Regions from separate parts of the Rattus norvegicus genome. Here regions 2 and 3 are each linked to region 1. The links are chromatin contacts, called in public Hi-C maps. All regions are on one chromosome and are shown on one strand. The core of a region is the stretch at or near the end of the contact, and the rest is flanking DNA. Distances in the headings are between cores, read along the strand shown. Region 1 has its middle 33 kb from the start of Tmem170b. Region 2 holds the start of Nedd9 (neural precursor cell expressed, developmentally down-regulated 9). Region 3 has its middle 63 kb from the start of Nedd9.

What was found. Hi-C and Micro-C count contacts between places; a contact is called where the count stands out from the background.
Region 2: a contact with region 1 is called in a Hi-C map of kidney, with 4 times the contacts expected there. The contact joins the promoter of Nedd9 here to the enhancer-like site in region 1. A contact is called at or near these places in 7 of 12 Hi-C or Micro-C datasets (the A7r5 cell line, Schwann cells, frontal cortex and 4 more).
Region 3: a contact with region 1 is called in a Hi-C map of kidney, with 5 times the contacts expected there. The contact joins two enhancer-like sites. A contact is called at or near these places in 3 of 12 Hi-C or Micro-C datasets (kidney, liver and mammary epithelial cells).

Annotation. Positions count from the first base shown.
Region 1 is chr17:23,406,062-23,410,769 of GRCr8, reverse strand. No RefSeq gene overlaps it. Among named protein-coding and RNA genes, the nearest start is that of Tmem170b, 33 kb to the right of the region's middle. Within about 2 kb of position 2,664, at least 6 of the 93 cell types and tissues checked have an H3K27ac peak or open chromatin away from gene starts, as enhancers often do. A contact at or near this core is called in the A7r5 cell line and kidney, where this site is marked.
Region 2 is chr17:23,621,408-23,626,115 of GRCr8, reverse strand. It overlaps Nedd9 (neural precursor cell expressed, developmentally down-regulated 9), which reads right to left and starts at 2,155. Exons shown (of 7, transcript NM_001011922.2): 1 at 2,041-2,155. The coding sequence starts at 2,052.
Region 3 is chr17:23,558,777-23,563,484 of GRCr8, reverse strand. It overlaps a transcript of Nedd9 not described here. Among named protein-coding and RNA genes, the nearest start is that of Nedd9, 63 kb to the left of the region's middle. Within about 2 kb of position 2,479, at least 7 of the 93 cell types and tissues checked have an H3K27ac peak or open chromatin away from gene starts, as enhancers often do. A contact at or near this core is called in kidney, where this site is marked.

The DNA of each region.
Region 1 (4,708 bases), core at 1,415-3,914:
CGTGTGTGATGTGTATATGATGTGTGTGTATATGATGTGTGTGTGATATGTGTGTGGTGTGTGTGCTGTGTGTGTCATGTGTGTGTGATGTGTGTGTAATGTGTGGTGTGTGTGTTATTGTGTATATGATGTGTGTGTTATTGTTTGTATGACGTGTATGGTGTGTTACATGTGTTTATATGTGTGATTTGTGTGTGTGGTGTGATATGTGTATGATATGTGTGTGGTGTGTTGTGATGTGTGTGTGATGTGTGTATGATGTGTGGGGTGTGTGTGTGTGATGTGTGTGTGAGTGTGTATGATGTGGGTGTGATGTGTGTGTGATGTATGTGCAATGTGTGTGGTGTGTGTGTTATGTGTGTGTGATGTGTGTGGTGTGTGTTATTGTGTGTATGATGTATATGTTATTGTGTGTATGATGTGTGTGGTGTGTTATGTGTGTATTATATGTGTGATTTGTGTGTGTGATGTGTGTGGTGTGTTATGTGTATGATGTGTGTGTGATGTGATGTGTGTGTGTGTTATATGTACACATACCCACAACTCTGCATGCACATGTCAAGACCAAAGGAGTCTTCCTCTGTTACCTCCCACCTTATTTTTCAAGCTAGATTTCCTCAGTGATTTCCCTAGATCTTACCACTGCCTGGGCAAGCACCAGGGAGTCCTGAGAATTCTCTGTCTTGCTTGCTAACACTGCTTGCCAATTTTGTAAGTCATGCTGACATTTTTGGCTTTTATGTGAGTGCTATAGATCTTAACTCAGGCCCACAAACACTTTCCTCATTGAGACATCCCTCCAGTCCCTGAAAGGTACAGAATGTGAGTGTGGCTTCTGGAAAGAATACTCTCCTCTGATCTCAGAGAGCTGCCTCACCTATGAGCTGCCTAGACAACCCCTTCCAGTGACTCCATCCCTTAGAAGCATGCACGTTGGAAAGTCCAAGTGCTGACTTAGTCCCCTCTATAATAACTTAGTGCAAAAGCAGGTAATGAATCTTTTACCTTTGAAACCCTGGTACCTTGCTTCTCGGTGCCCACTAGAAAGCTGCATAAGCAGGGGAAAGGAGAGCCCCACATGTTAGCCCACTATGAGGCTTTAGCTGCCTGAGGGGTGAATGACTTACGGGAAAGAAAGAATTCCTTGGCAGAAGTACAGACTCTGGCCACAGAGCATGGCCTTTTCTTCATTTTTAAGAATCCACGAGGTATGAATGGACATTAATACCACAGAATGCCTGCTTAGCACCTCACCAACTTGAGAACTAACCTTAAACATGAGTTCATAGAAACCATCCTAGGAACGGGGCACACAGGAGTGCTTCTCTTCCTCAGTCGTCTTGACCTGACAAGCTACAGGAATCAGAGGACAGAAGAGTAGTCACGTGTCAAATGTCGTGGCACGTCTGAGTAACCTGAAAATCCTGATGTCTTTGTCAGAGCTTTGCAGACCCAGCCAACAAGTCCCTAGATAGTACGAGGGCTTATTATTCCTTTCACTTATATCCACAAGTCAATTTGTGGCCCAAGACATCTCAGGAGCATGGTGTGACACTCCTAGGGGTTTTGTGAAGCAGCTGGGAGGTATGAGAAGTATACTGAGGCTCCCATAATACAAAATTTGTGGTGAAGCCTCAGCAGGCAGCCTTTGTTATACCAGTGTGTCACAGAGAAGGATTCTCTACCTTATTCAAGTCGGGGCGTGGCACAATGAATGTGAAGCAGTGCCATGTTAAACTGGAAATCAGTACACACACACACACACACACACACACACACACACACCACGTACTCACATACCACACACACACTCACATACCATACACACACACCATACCAAACACATATGCATACCATACACCCTACACACTCCACACACACCTCATACACATACACACACATACCACACACACCACACATATCACACACAAACTACACACACACCACACATACACCACACACACCACATATACACCACACACATCACACACATCACACACACACAACACACAAAACACACACACCCTATATACTACACACACCACACATACACCACACACACACCCTACACCCTACACACACACCACACATACACCACACACATACATACACATACCACACACCCTACACACCCTACACATTCCACACACACACCACACATACCGTACATACTACATACACACACACACACACACACACCACACACTACACACCACACACACACACACACACACACACACACGAAATTAGGGCCCAAGTCCACAGACTCACCTTACCTCTCTGTGTTTACATGTGGTTGTTGTTGCTGTTGTTGCTAATGAAGCCTGTGGTAGGTGTACTTTGATATGATCAGTCCTTCATTAGTTTGCCTAGTGGCTCATGTGAAAAATGGTAGGTGTTCTCTTGGGTGGAATTGAGTCAAAATTGTAGGATTTCCAAAAGAAAGAAAAGAAGGAAGAAAGGAAGAAAGGAAGAAAGGAAGGAAGGAAGGAAGGAAGAAAGGAAGGAAGGAAGGGAGGGGAGGAGGGAGGGAGGGAAGAAGGAAGGAAGGAGAGACAAAAACAACAAAAATCAGTTCTTCAAAGCTCAATCTGCCCCTAACCTCTGTCTGCCTTTGATTTACGCTCTACCAGGTTGTGAAGTCTCAATCTTGTCCTCTGACACTTTAACCAGAGGTGCTGACTAAACTGTCTTTATTCTCCACGTCATTGGCATTGAAGCTTGACTCCCCTTGATCCAGCTCAGGGGCACTGCAATGCTCGCCCAGACTCACGTAGAAGCCGTCATTTTGACTACAGGTTGCCAACACTCTCGGATTACTGTGCACAGTTATGGGCAAAATCTGCTTCCCGTTTGTCAGGAAAGCGGGAGTCTTACAATGTGTTTGGTTCCTGCAATTAATTCATTGTGAGCAATTTGGTCCCCAGATTTCCTGCAGTGAGAATAGCAGGCCATTTTCACAGTCACTGAACCATTAAATCCCTGTGTATACAAAACAAAGAACTAGAAAAGAATGTAGAGCGAGAGTTACTTAAGATGGTGATACAAATATAATACATACTAACCCAGTACGAGTATAAATATTCAGACATACTATTTATTTTGTAACAGAAGCCAGAGGCAGCACAAAATGTGATTGCCATGGGCATGCGTTAGTTAAAGCATTGTCTGGGAATTACAGGCTTGTAGATCCCTTCTCCTTTTCCAGGAAATGCTACCTGCTCGACTGCACTCAAAATGGGGGAAAGGTAGAATTTTTCTATCTTCTGTCTGTAAACCGGGACCAAGGCTAAGTTACTTGACACAACACGGTTTCTTTCGTTTTAGGATGTGTTCAGAGAGCATTCCCTCCACACCGTAGTCCCTATATCTTAAATTTGAAGGCTTTTTTCTTTTCCCTGTTGTCAAGGTCACTGTCTCAAAAGATAAATTAGGGACTGGTTCCCCCTGGTGTTTGAATATGGAACTGTATTTCCAAGTTTCATGGATGGGTTTCTGTTTGAGGCTGGACAATTTGCCCTCTGGTGGAGGCCTCAAAAACAGCCAAGATGCTCATTAAACATTCGTTTAATTAAGTTAAAAGCAGTAAGTGTTAATTCAAAGCACCAATTTTTAAATACGGAAGTTACAAATTACTAACTATCCCTCTGTGCTGGCTGGTTTTGTGTGTCATCTTGACACAAGCTGGAGTTATCACAAAGAAAAGAGCCTCCCTTGAGGAAAAGTCTCCATGAGATCCAGCTGTAAGGCATTTTCTCAATTAGTGATCAAGGGTGGGAGGGTCCATTGTGGGTGGTGCCATCTCTGAGCTGGTGGTTCTGGCTTCTATAAGAAAGCAAGCTGAGCAAGCCAAGGGAAGCAAGCCAGTAAGTAACATCCCTCTATGGCCTCTGCATCAGCTCCTGCTTCCTGACCTGTTTGAGTTTCAGTCCTGACTTCCTTTGGTGATGAACGGCAATGTGGAAGTGTGAGCTGAATAAACCCTTTCCTCCCCAACTTGGTTCTTGGTCATGATGTTTTGTGCAGGATCGGAAACCTTGACTAAGATATCATACACACACACACACACACACACACACACACACACACAGAGAGAGAGAGAGAGAGAGAGAGAGAGAGAGAGAGAGAGAGAGAGAGAGCAGTTACCGCACTTGGTAAGCATAGTGCTAAGGGCGTGGGTGTTACAGGTTTAGTGCTGGATAGCAATCAGCCCCCAAACACAGGAGCTTCACTGACTCCCTACTCTCTGACGTGGCATCTTGGGCCCTGGAGCAGGCAAATGCATGTTCTACCCAGAGATTTGTTTTTCTTACAGTGTAACCAGCTGGTGCTGTCTTATAGGCTTACATGGCTCGTGGCTGCCTCGTTGGCTCATGGCATCCAAGGAAGCGTTCTGAGAAAGAGAACCTAGAAAATTCTAAGCTGCCTCTCATGACCCACCTCAGAAGTCACCAGCATCACCCTGAGTTGTAGGTGGAAGTGGCTATACCCAGGCTTAAGGACAAGGGACATAACTCATCCGCCAGCCTAGAAGTGTCCTGTCACAAGGGAAGAAGAAGACCAGGTGTAACATGTATTTAAGTGGCTGTCTTCCTAAAAATGTGATCCACTGTAGTGATTTTATTTCATTCTCTTCAAACTCTGAGGTCAGTATTATCATTATCCCAATTTTTCACTTCAAGGAATAGGGTCAAAAGTATTTTTAAAA
Region 2 (4,708 bases), core at 906-3,405, 220 kb before region 1:
AGTGTGCCTTACGCCATGGGGAGAGTTAAATAGGACAGACTTGTGATGCTCTCCACATCATGCTTCTGCTTCAGCATCTCCTACATAGCATGACTAATTCTCTCCTGAGAGACAGTTATCTCTCGTTAGACTTTATGACCATAGGAAAAGTGGCTCGCTTCTGCTAGGGTCCACTCGGGGTGTCTATGTGTCGGTTGTTTGTTTACCTGGGGAGCGCAGCATTTTTGCTGGAGAAGTTGCCTACAATAATAATGAAATGATGATGGTGGTGGTGGTGGTGATGGTGGTGATGATGGTGGTAATGATGGTGGTGGTGGTGGTGATGATGATGGTGGTGGAGGTGGTGGTGCTGCTGATGGTGGTGGTGCTGGTGATGGTGGTGGTGATGATATATCACCATGCATTGCTATTGATTGGCAAAGTGTTCAACTCTGTGCAGATCCAGCCAAGCAGAAATCGTCCCCCAGTTGCAGTCTCTCACCTGCAGTTTTAATCATCAGTCCCCATGATATTTTTCTTTCAGTAAAGAGCAAAGCTAAACATGATGAGGTCACTGAACCAAAGTGACTTTAGACTCCGTCACTTTGTAGACTGCAGTGCTCAGAGTTCACGTCAGCTATTTAATGCCCCAATAATAGACCAGAGTCAATCTTTTATCTGTTCTCTATAACACGGTCTCTATAACACGGTCTCAAGTCAAAAACAGGGAGAAAGGGAGAAGAAAAAAATCATTGCAGGCTAGACACCATGTAGCCCCATCAGTTATGAACAAGGAGTCTTAGCAATGGAGAGACTCACTTCCAAAAAGATTCTGTTCCTCCTGGGTAGAAAGCTGTCTTTCTGACTGACTCCTGGACCCATCCTTTCTTCCGCCCCTCCCCACTGATGTAGGACGCAGTGGAAAGCTGATAGGGGGTGACAATGGATACCTGGGTCTCGAGACTGCGGGAACTTTCCCCAACAACTATCACTCTTGCTTCGGTTCACAGCCTTTGAACAAGATTTATAGACTTGGAACTAGTGACTGTTAACTTTAGCAAGTGTTTACAGCTCTCTATCTATCCAAAAGGAAGGGCCAGAGGCTACAAACCACAGAGGGAAGCCAAGTTAGCCCCCTAGCTAGGTCAGTTAACTGGGTCTGTTAGGCCACCTTACCAAAATGAAATTTTGTAATAACACTGTCTTTTAAAAGTCGAGGACTCACGCCTATTCACCATTAAAATAAGAAAAGGGATCCTAAGGCCAAGTCATTGCCATGAACTGCTACTGTGCCAAGTCCCCTGGAAACTGCCTCCTTAGACGGGATGTGCTGAGCAAGTCATAATCATTTTGCCAAGAGTAACCCCAGAAACCGTGGTGCAAAATGCAGTGGAAAATAGCGTTGCCAAATATGAGCAGGACATTCTGTAAGCGTCAGGGAAAATAAGCCAACCGGAGCCTTTATATTTTCAGACCCATTCAACCCCAATAAAGTGTTATCCAGAAGTGACTAACACCCTTTATTCACGAAATCAAACTATCTAAGGATGTGGGAATTCTCCATCATCGCCCCTATGATTAGCGTCTGTGTTTTTAATTTGCCTCTACCGAAAGGACCTAGAGCAGACAGCTTCCCAGATCAAGTGCTTAAGGCAAATTCTGAAAAGATGCTTTTAGAGCCTGTTAGAGCCTCAGCAGTTCTGACTTCTCTCTTATTAAGGCTCTCCAGGCCAGCTTTGGTCAGGCAGCGACCTGCGACTTGCCTGCTGCGAGGCGAGTTAGACACCTTCTGATCTCCAGTGGCCGCTGTGGCTGCTAGGTTAACTCTTCTCCACTGCCTTCCGCTACCCACAGCAACTTTCAGAATCGTGTACCAAGAACCGGTGGATCTGAAAGCGCACGTCTGCTTGCGGGTACACCCCAGGGAACCCTGGAAACCAGATCAGACGCAGCTCAGCAAAACCAGACACACAAGGGATCCCTGCCCAGTTGTCAAGGTGGAAAAGGAGCCCGCACAGCTGCCTCCAGCCTCTCAGGAGACTGTATAAAAGGCACTCTTACCTTATACTTCATCTCGGCGGTGGTCAGATGAGCCCTGGTCCTATCTAGTCACACTGCAGTGTCCGCCCCTCCATTGAGCAAAGGGCTGGATGGGAGTGAGAACGTTCGCCTCCCGCGCACTGCGGAGTCTCTGAGCTCACAGTCCAGATCCAGACCGGCAGAGCGCGGACCTAATTTGCATGTTTCACCGCCATTGGTTGGTGAGAGGGGGGAAGGTAACGCCTCCACCCCGCCCACCTCTAACTTCAGAAACCCTCCGACAAAGAGCGTGTAATAGGATCATTTCTTTTCACGTTATCAAAAGGGCGGAGGAGAAAACAGAAAGTGGGAAGGCAGCCCAAACCACCCCGCGAAATAAAAATATTAAGAGGAAAGACATAGGAACCAGACAAAGGAGGTACGTTCCTTCTGAGAATAACCTAAGTTTTAAAGAATCCAAATCCACAAAGCAGTCTGAGGATTGCGCTTCCTGTGACCTAGCAACTAGTTCATAAACCCATTTCATTTCAAAGGCATTCACCTTACAATCTCTACATGAAACGAGTTTGAGGAACAAAAGGTTTTCTGTCTCCAATCCCCTCCCCCCCTTTTTTTTACTAACCACCCCTGCTGATAACTCTCTCTCCCTCTGTCTTTTCTCTTTCCCTTCCCTTTTCTGTGACTGCTTTTTTCTTCTTCAGTGTTCAAAGTACTTTGCTAAGTCAGCCTGCTAGGAGCTTCAAAACATTTCTTCTTCAATGAAAAGGAGCAAGCACCAGGTTTTCCCTGCACCATCTTGCTATGACCTCAGAGAGAGAGAAGTGTCAGACACATTAAGAGATCTTGGCAGGCTTTGATGGGGATAAAGGTTAGGTAGAAACCCATGCAGGTTCTATAGAACACACTCTATACATCATTGCTGTCCACCCAGCACTCTCTGCTCTTTGACCGACCGCTGGCCTGGCCAGATTCAGCATTGAACACTGAGGCCTTTTCCTTCTGACCTCTCTCCCCCAAATGACCCGTTAGCCCACTCACACTTATTATTCAGGGAAAACACTACTGTTTGATAAGCCTGTTTAAAGGGAACAGCTTCTCTCTGGCAAAGCCCAGGACATGATTTGTAGAGCGGTTCCATTTTGAGATTTCTATAGAGAAAGAGAATCACTCAGGAGAAGACAGACGTTTCTTTTCCTTGGGCCTCAGCATTTAGAGCATTCAGGACCATCCCCTAGTTGGGATGCATTCCAGCCAGACTGCACGACTCGGGTGGGAGAAAAAAAAATCAGTTCTTACTTTTTTTTTCCTGACTAAACTGGACCGGAATCAATTTTGCTTCCCCATTCCCCCCTCTAAATTCCCAATGGATTAAAACTTTTGAAAATAAATGATTTAAACAAAAAGCACAGGAGAACAGATACCCCATAAAAGTAGTCTGGGGGAGTAGGGTTTACATTGACAATAGAATCTATGTTTGGCTGCAGCTCTGATTTTGCTCTACAAGGTGCCCTGGCAACCTTTGGGAAGTTGACACATCCCTATTAAGGCCCCTTCCAGGTCATGGCTTTCACTTCTTGACCTCAAAGCAGAACGGAACCTGTGTGATTTGCAAGGTCTTTTTGGACACAGATTTGGCTCAAAGCAGATTGTGGTAGAAGGCTCATCTCGGCAAGCCCTGCAGACTCACCCTCGTGAGAGAGTCCAAGGTCTTTTTCTCTAGAAGATGCGTCCCGGCCCCCAGGAGATGGAGAGAGCGTCTCTTTAGCAGCCAGGCTGAATCATCTTCAGAGGAATGAATGAAAGCAAGGCTAAGTCATCCAATCTGAACATTGCAAGAACAGTTTGCCAAAGCCTGTGCCAGGCGTTTGTGAAACTGCATTCTCAAGGCGGAGAGAGGGCTGGATCCCTCTCAGGTGACTTTCTTGCTTCAGATCGCCACACGTTTCCTAACTCTGCAAGGTTAGTCTTATAAAAGCAAGGGCGTAATGCTGTACACATCTGCCAGGGGAGAGAGCTAGGGGTTTTCCTTGAGTGTGATAGGAAGCCATTCAAGTATTTTAAGCAGCAAACAATCTATTTTCCTGTTTTCGCCCTTAAAATGTTACGCTGTGATCTCAGCGCAGCTTAAGTAGCACAGGTAACTGTGCTCCAGTTATGTTCCCTTTAAACCCTTCTGAGAAACACAAATTCTCTCCGTAAATAAACAGCCCTTTCCGTATCGATTGCCTGAGATGCTGAGTAGGAAAAGTATGTAAAGACTGGATTATATAATTAAATTATTCAGGAAACCTGTGGGTTGGTACCTTTCCAGAACTGACAAGGACCCTGGGGCTCAGACCCTGCCCGCACTCAGTAGCATTCTGTGAGTGGCAGACATTTTGGCGAAAACTATGCCTGGCTAGACCCTACTGCATCCAGGAGTCAGGGGAACGGCACCTGATGCCATCTGAGGGATTTTATTAGTAGCCATTGGACATTGGTCAGAACGCAGATGGAAATCAGGCAAAGGCTGGGACTGCTCATGGCTCAGGCAGAACCCGGTGGCTATTCTGTCTGAGTGAAAGAACTAGAATCCATAAGCAAGGAGGAGAACTCCCCCACCCTTCCCCAGGGAATCAGTAGTCAAAGTCCTCAAGGAGAGGACAGAGAGAGACACTCAGAGACCTTCGGCCCTCTGGGTGTAGTCCTA
Region 3 (4,708 bases), core at 1,230-3,729, 150 kb before region 1:
TTAAAGGGTGCAGGATAGTAATTCTCACTAGCGAGCATCTCTGCATCCCTCTAAGGATGTCAGAATAGTTATACTTTAAAGGATGACTAAAGAGCGTGTGTACAGTCACGCCTGCATTGTACGCAAGGGGTGGGGTCAATGGGGTTAAACATTGGTGGTCATGCTTTTTCATTTTTAAGAGTCGTTAGCAAAACCAAGAGGAGTATGGGCTAAGTAGCAGAAATCTCAATGGGGCATGGATTACTATGGTATTTTAAAGTACATAGTTTGGGGGGTTGTTTTGTTTATTTGTTTATTTGTTGTTTTTGTTTTTCTGGAGCAGACGAGCTATTCTGTTTTATCCTCCTCCTCTCTGTCAGAGTCAGGTGGGCAGCTCGACCCAGGATAGAGATTTCGGAGACAACTTTAAAACAAGCATGCATGGGTCTAGAGAAGAAAGGTCAAAAGCCAGCTTTATATAGGGCAGAACAGTGTGTGACAACATTTCAATGTTATCCACACCCAGAAAACCCTTTGGTCAGAGTGAGTGGAGACCCAGGAAGACTTGGATTTGTGAGGCTGTCAAGAGAGGGGAGCGGAGAAAGTTTAGAGAGAAACGTTTTTTAGATCATTCGCTTGTGTGGTCGTAGAAGTTGTTACGATCTGCAAGAATTTGGGGATCAAGTGTGCCATATTTTGGCCATTGAGCTATATATACTGGGGCCAAGGCATTTGCAGTAAACCAGTGAGGCTTTAATGTAGTCTCTGAGATTAGAGAAGGCAGGTGAGTCAAGCTCCAGGATCTGAGAGACCGGTAGAGAGGGAGCCAGGAACAGAGCAAGGAGAGATTTAGGGAATAAGGTTGAAAACAGAAAACTTGCCAGACGGAAGATTCCAATACAGGGAGAGGGGTCAGTGTCTTACCCAAGAGATGCCCCAATCACAGTGGAAGCACACAGCAACTTGCTGCCAGGCGATGAGAGGTGTAGCCATTCCACATGGCAGGTACCCAGGAGGATTTAGCAGGTCCCAGGAGCCAGAGAGACCAAGAGTACACTTACCCAGTGGACGAGGAAAGATGGATGATTAAAGCAGGTGAAGAATCACACTCAGATATTTGGAGTTGAATATGGTGGGCGACTGAAGGCAGTGGAAACAAATGCTCTATATTTTATACGAGTCGAGTCAGCAACTTGGTTTGGTTATGAGAGGCTGGGCCCTTGAAAGGCGGTTCACGTGTACCTCTCCTGGGCTTTGGCAACAAATATATACATGTATGAGGGGGTATAGTAAAGAAACTGGCAAAATGACTGCTCCATATGGTTAAGATTTGTATTGGAAATGTGAAAGAGAGAACTACCAGAGGCCTCTGGAAGAGTCCAGAGCAAATAAAGAAGTAGATGGAATGAAACAGGACAGGAGAGAATAGTTGAGATAGTGAGGTAGCAGGGGGGGCGTAGAGATAAGAGAGAGGAAGTGGGAGCAAGATAGATGAGATAGATAGAAAGGTAGATTAGATAGATAGATAGATAGATAGATAGATAGATAGATAGATAGATAGATAGATAGATGATGGATGGATAGATGATAGATGATAGATTGACAGATGGATGGATAGATAGATAGATAGATAGATGATAGATTGACAGAAGAATAGATAAATAGATTGATAGATGATGGATGGATAGATGATAGATTGACAGATAGATGAATAGAAAGGTAGATAGATAGATAGATGATGGGTGGATAGATGATAGATTGACAGACAGACAGACAGACAGACAGACAGACAGATAGATAGATAGATAGATAGATTTGAGAATGGCTGGGTTATAAGAAGAATGAGTCGCTGTGGAGAAGGAAGCCCATAAGCTGGAGGGAGTTTAAGGTAAGGAGGTGAGAAGGACCAGGATATTAGCATGGACACTGACAAGTGTAAAGGTAAGCACTTGTGATACTGAGCAGGCTGCAGGCGGGGCCAGGTCTTGATATGCATTTAGGTGCCGTATATTTCTTCTGCCAGAGTTAAGTACACGTGACTCTCTGGCTGATGGAAACTGATTTCCCAAGTTGTTGAGAAACAGTGGCTTTTCTCTAACTGCCAGAAATCCTATAGTCCATTTTGAGCTCACTTCTGGATATATGGGCTGCCCTTTGGAGTTTGGGAAGCTCGAGTTTCCTTTGAACACCACATACATCACATCCTCCTCTTAATCAGACATAAGTATACAAAGAAAATGTTGACCTTGGCTCTGCACTGATGTTGTATCTACTAGGGAAGAAGGGACAGTGTCTGTGGATTGTTTTTGTCCCTGTGAAGTGTGATCTAGCTTTGTCTCCGGATTAACCACAACTCGCCTTTCCAATGGTCAGCTTCCTGCCTTCCTTTGAGGCAGCAGAGTATGAGTGCCAATGGTATTTTGCCGTTTACACACTTCTGAGCCAGCCTCCTTGTCTTCGCCAGGTGTGCCTGGGTAAATGTTTAACTACCAGATCTCTGAAAACAAATCAAAATCAAACAACTCTGCAAAGGGTGCCTAGCCCTTCTGCAGCCTCAGATGGCCCTGCAGGTGCGGTGTGACCTCTCCACTGCTTGCTGACGTCACAGTGGAACGGTGACCTCCGGGTCTGCTTTCCTTTACTGGGTTTTTGAAGGAAGCTTAAATTTGAGAGTGTTTATGACTTCGGCAGAGCTTTTCCCAAAAGATGGTCCTGGCTAAATGTGTCCCTGAGCTGTTCCCAACTCCTGTCCATTCTCAACTCCGGTATGACGACTTAAAGCTAAGACACTTTTGTGTCTGGGAATCTTCACTGTTGTTGCTGGAAATCATTACTTTGTCTTAAAGCACCAAGGTGGTGTGAAAATTCAAGTGGTTGTTAATGACTTCTGGGGCAGTTCTTTTATTTACTGTCATAGCTACCTCACAGCCTCTTCTCCTGCAAGCCAAAGAGGTCTGTCTGCTTGCTGTGGCTGCTCAGGGATTTTCTATTGGTCTGTAGTTGATGCTTCTCGGTATCAAAGAAGAACTAACTTTTTCTTTAAAGCACAACACTTTAAGCATTTTTTTAAGCCTCCTAGAGCCATTTTATAAGGTCTGAAGCAGGGGACCAAAGAGCCCAAGCAGCTGGCTCTTGGCTGACACTACTAAATAAAGAATGAGAATAAAGAATGAGGTCAAATACAGATTCCTCACCCCTGCTCCACCGCACCATGCCACGACTCCTCCCCCCTTCAGGAGTCAGTCCATAGGTACATTACACGGAAGCCCTTCTCTTTATTTTGAAGAGTCTTTAGGATTCCATAATGAGATAGATGAACTGATTTTCATGTATGCATGTATGTGGTAGTGGTGGTGATGTGTGTGTGTGTGTGTGTGTGTGTGTGTATGTGTGTGTGTATGTTGTGTGTGGTGTGGTATATGATGTTTGTGTTGTATGTATGTGTGTGTGGTGTGATATATATGGTGTGTGTGTGTGTGTGTGTGTGTGTGTGAGTGGTGTATGTGGTGATGATGTATGTGTGTATATGTGTATGTATACCTCTGTGTGTGGTGTGTTGTATCTGTGGTATGGTATGTAATGTGTGTGTATGTGTGTGTAGTATAGTGTGTGTGTGTTGTGTATGTGGTGGTGTGTGTGCATGTTATGTGTGTATGTGGGTATGTTTCTCTGTATGTCTGGTATATTCAGTGTGTGTGTGTAGTGTGTGTAATGTGTATGTGGTGGTGGTGGTGGTAGTGGTGGTGTGTGTGTGTGTGTCTATGTCTGTGTTATATTGCCTGGGACTGAATCAAGGCCTTTCGTCATGCACAGCAAGAACTCTACCACAGCTCTCGTTTTACTTTTAAGCAGTCTTGCTAAATTTCCTTAGACAGTCTTGAACACATTCTGTGGCCCAGGTAGGTCTTGAACTTCTGTTTCAGCCTCCCAAGTAGTATCATAAGCCTGAGACATTAGGAACAGCTGGTCATTTTCATCTGAACTACCCTAGAGAAAGTTCATTTTCTTGTGGAGTGCTTTAATGTGAATGGAGTTATTCAACATGATCAGTGCAGAAAAGATCACGCGCGCGCACACACACACACACACACACACACACACACACACACACACACACACACACGCTGCCTTTGCTAGGCTTTGAATAGTTCTGGAGGGTTCCAGGTTTACCCAAGCACCTTCTCTCCTAAGTTCCACTTGTATCCAGGTGACAGCAATAGAGACTCCTGGTTGGAAGACGAGTCCCTGTGCATAGCAGCATATCTATGTGGAAAATCACCAAACAGAGCACTATCTGATGTCCTATAATTAATGTTTTCTCTTCAGATATCAATTCCAGGCTTGGCACATCGTTTGTCACATGGTCTGAGAGGAATAGATAGCCGTGACATAAGAGAAAAGAGAATCACAGAATCGTGTTTTCTGTCAGTACTCACCCTCGCCCACATTTTCCCTTAAGGAGCGTTGGCACTTTGGATCTCCAGGATAGTTCCAGGGCTGCAGTCTGTTGGCCTGTTTCCTCCTTGTCATAGCTCCCCGTCAACAAGGCTGGTGTTGGAGACTCACAGTTCGCTAGCCTTGAAGACACAAGTTAGAAATGCATGTAAAACTCTGGAATGGGTCGAGACATTTCTGTCATTGAAGGGCCACATCACAGATGGTGGGGGGAAGTCAAGTGCACAGCCTCATGAACGGAATCCACCAATCATTTATCCGTGTATGCACGAAG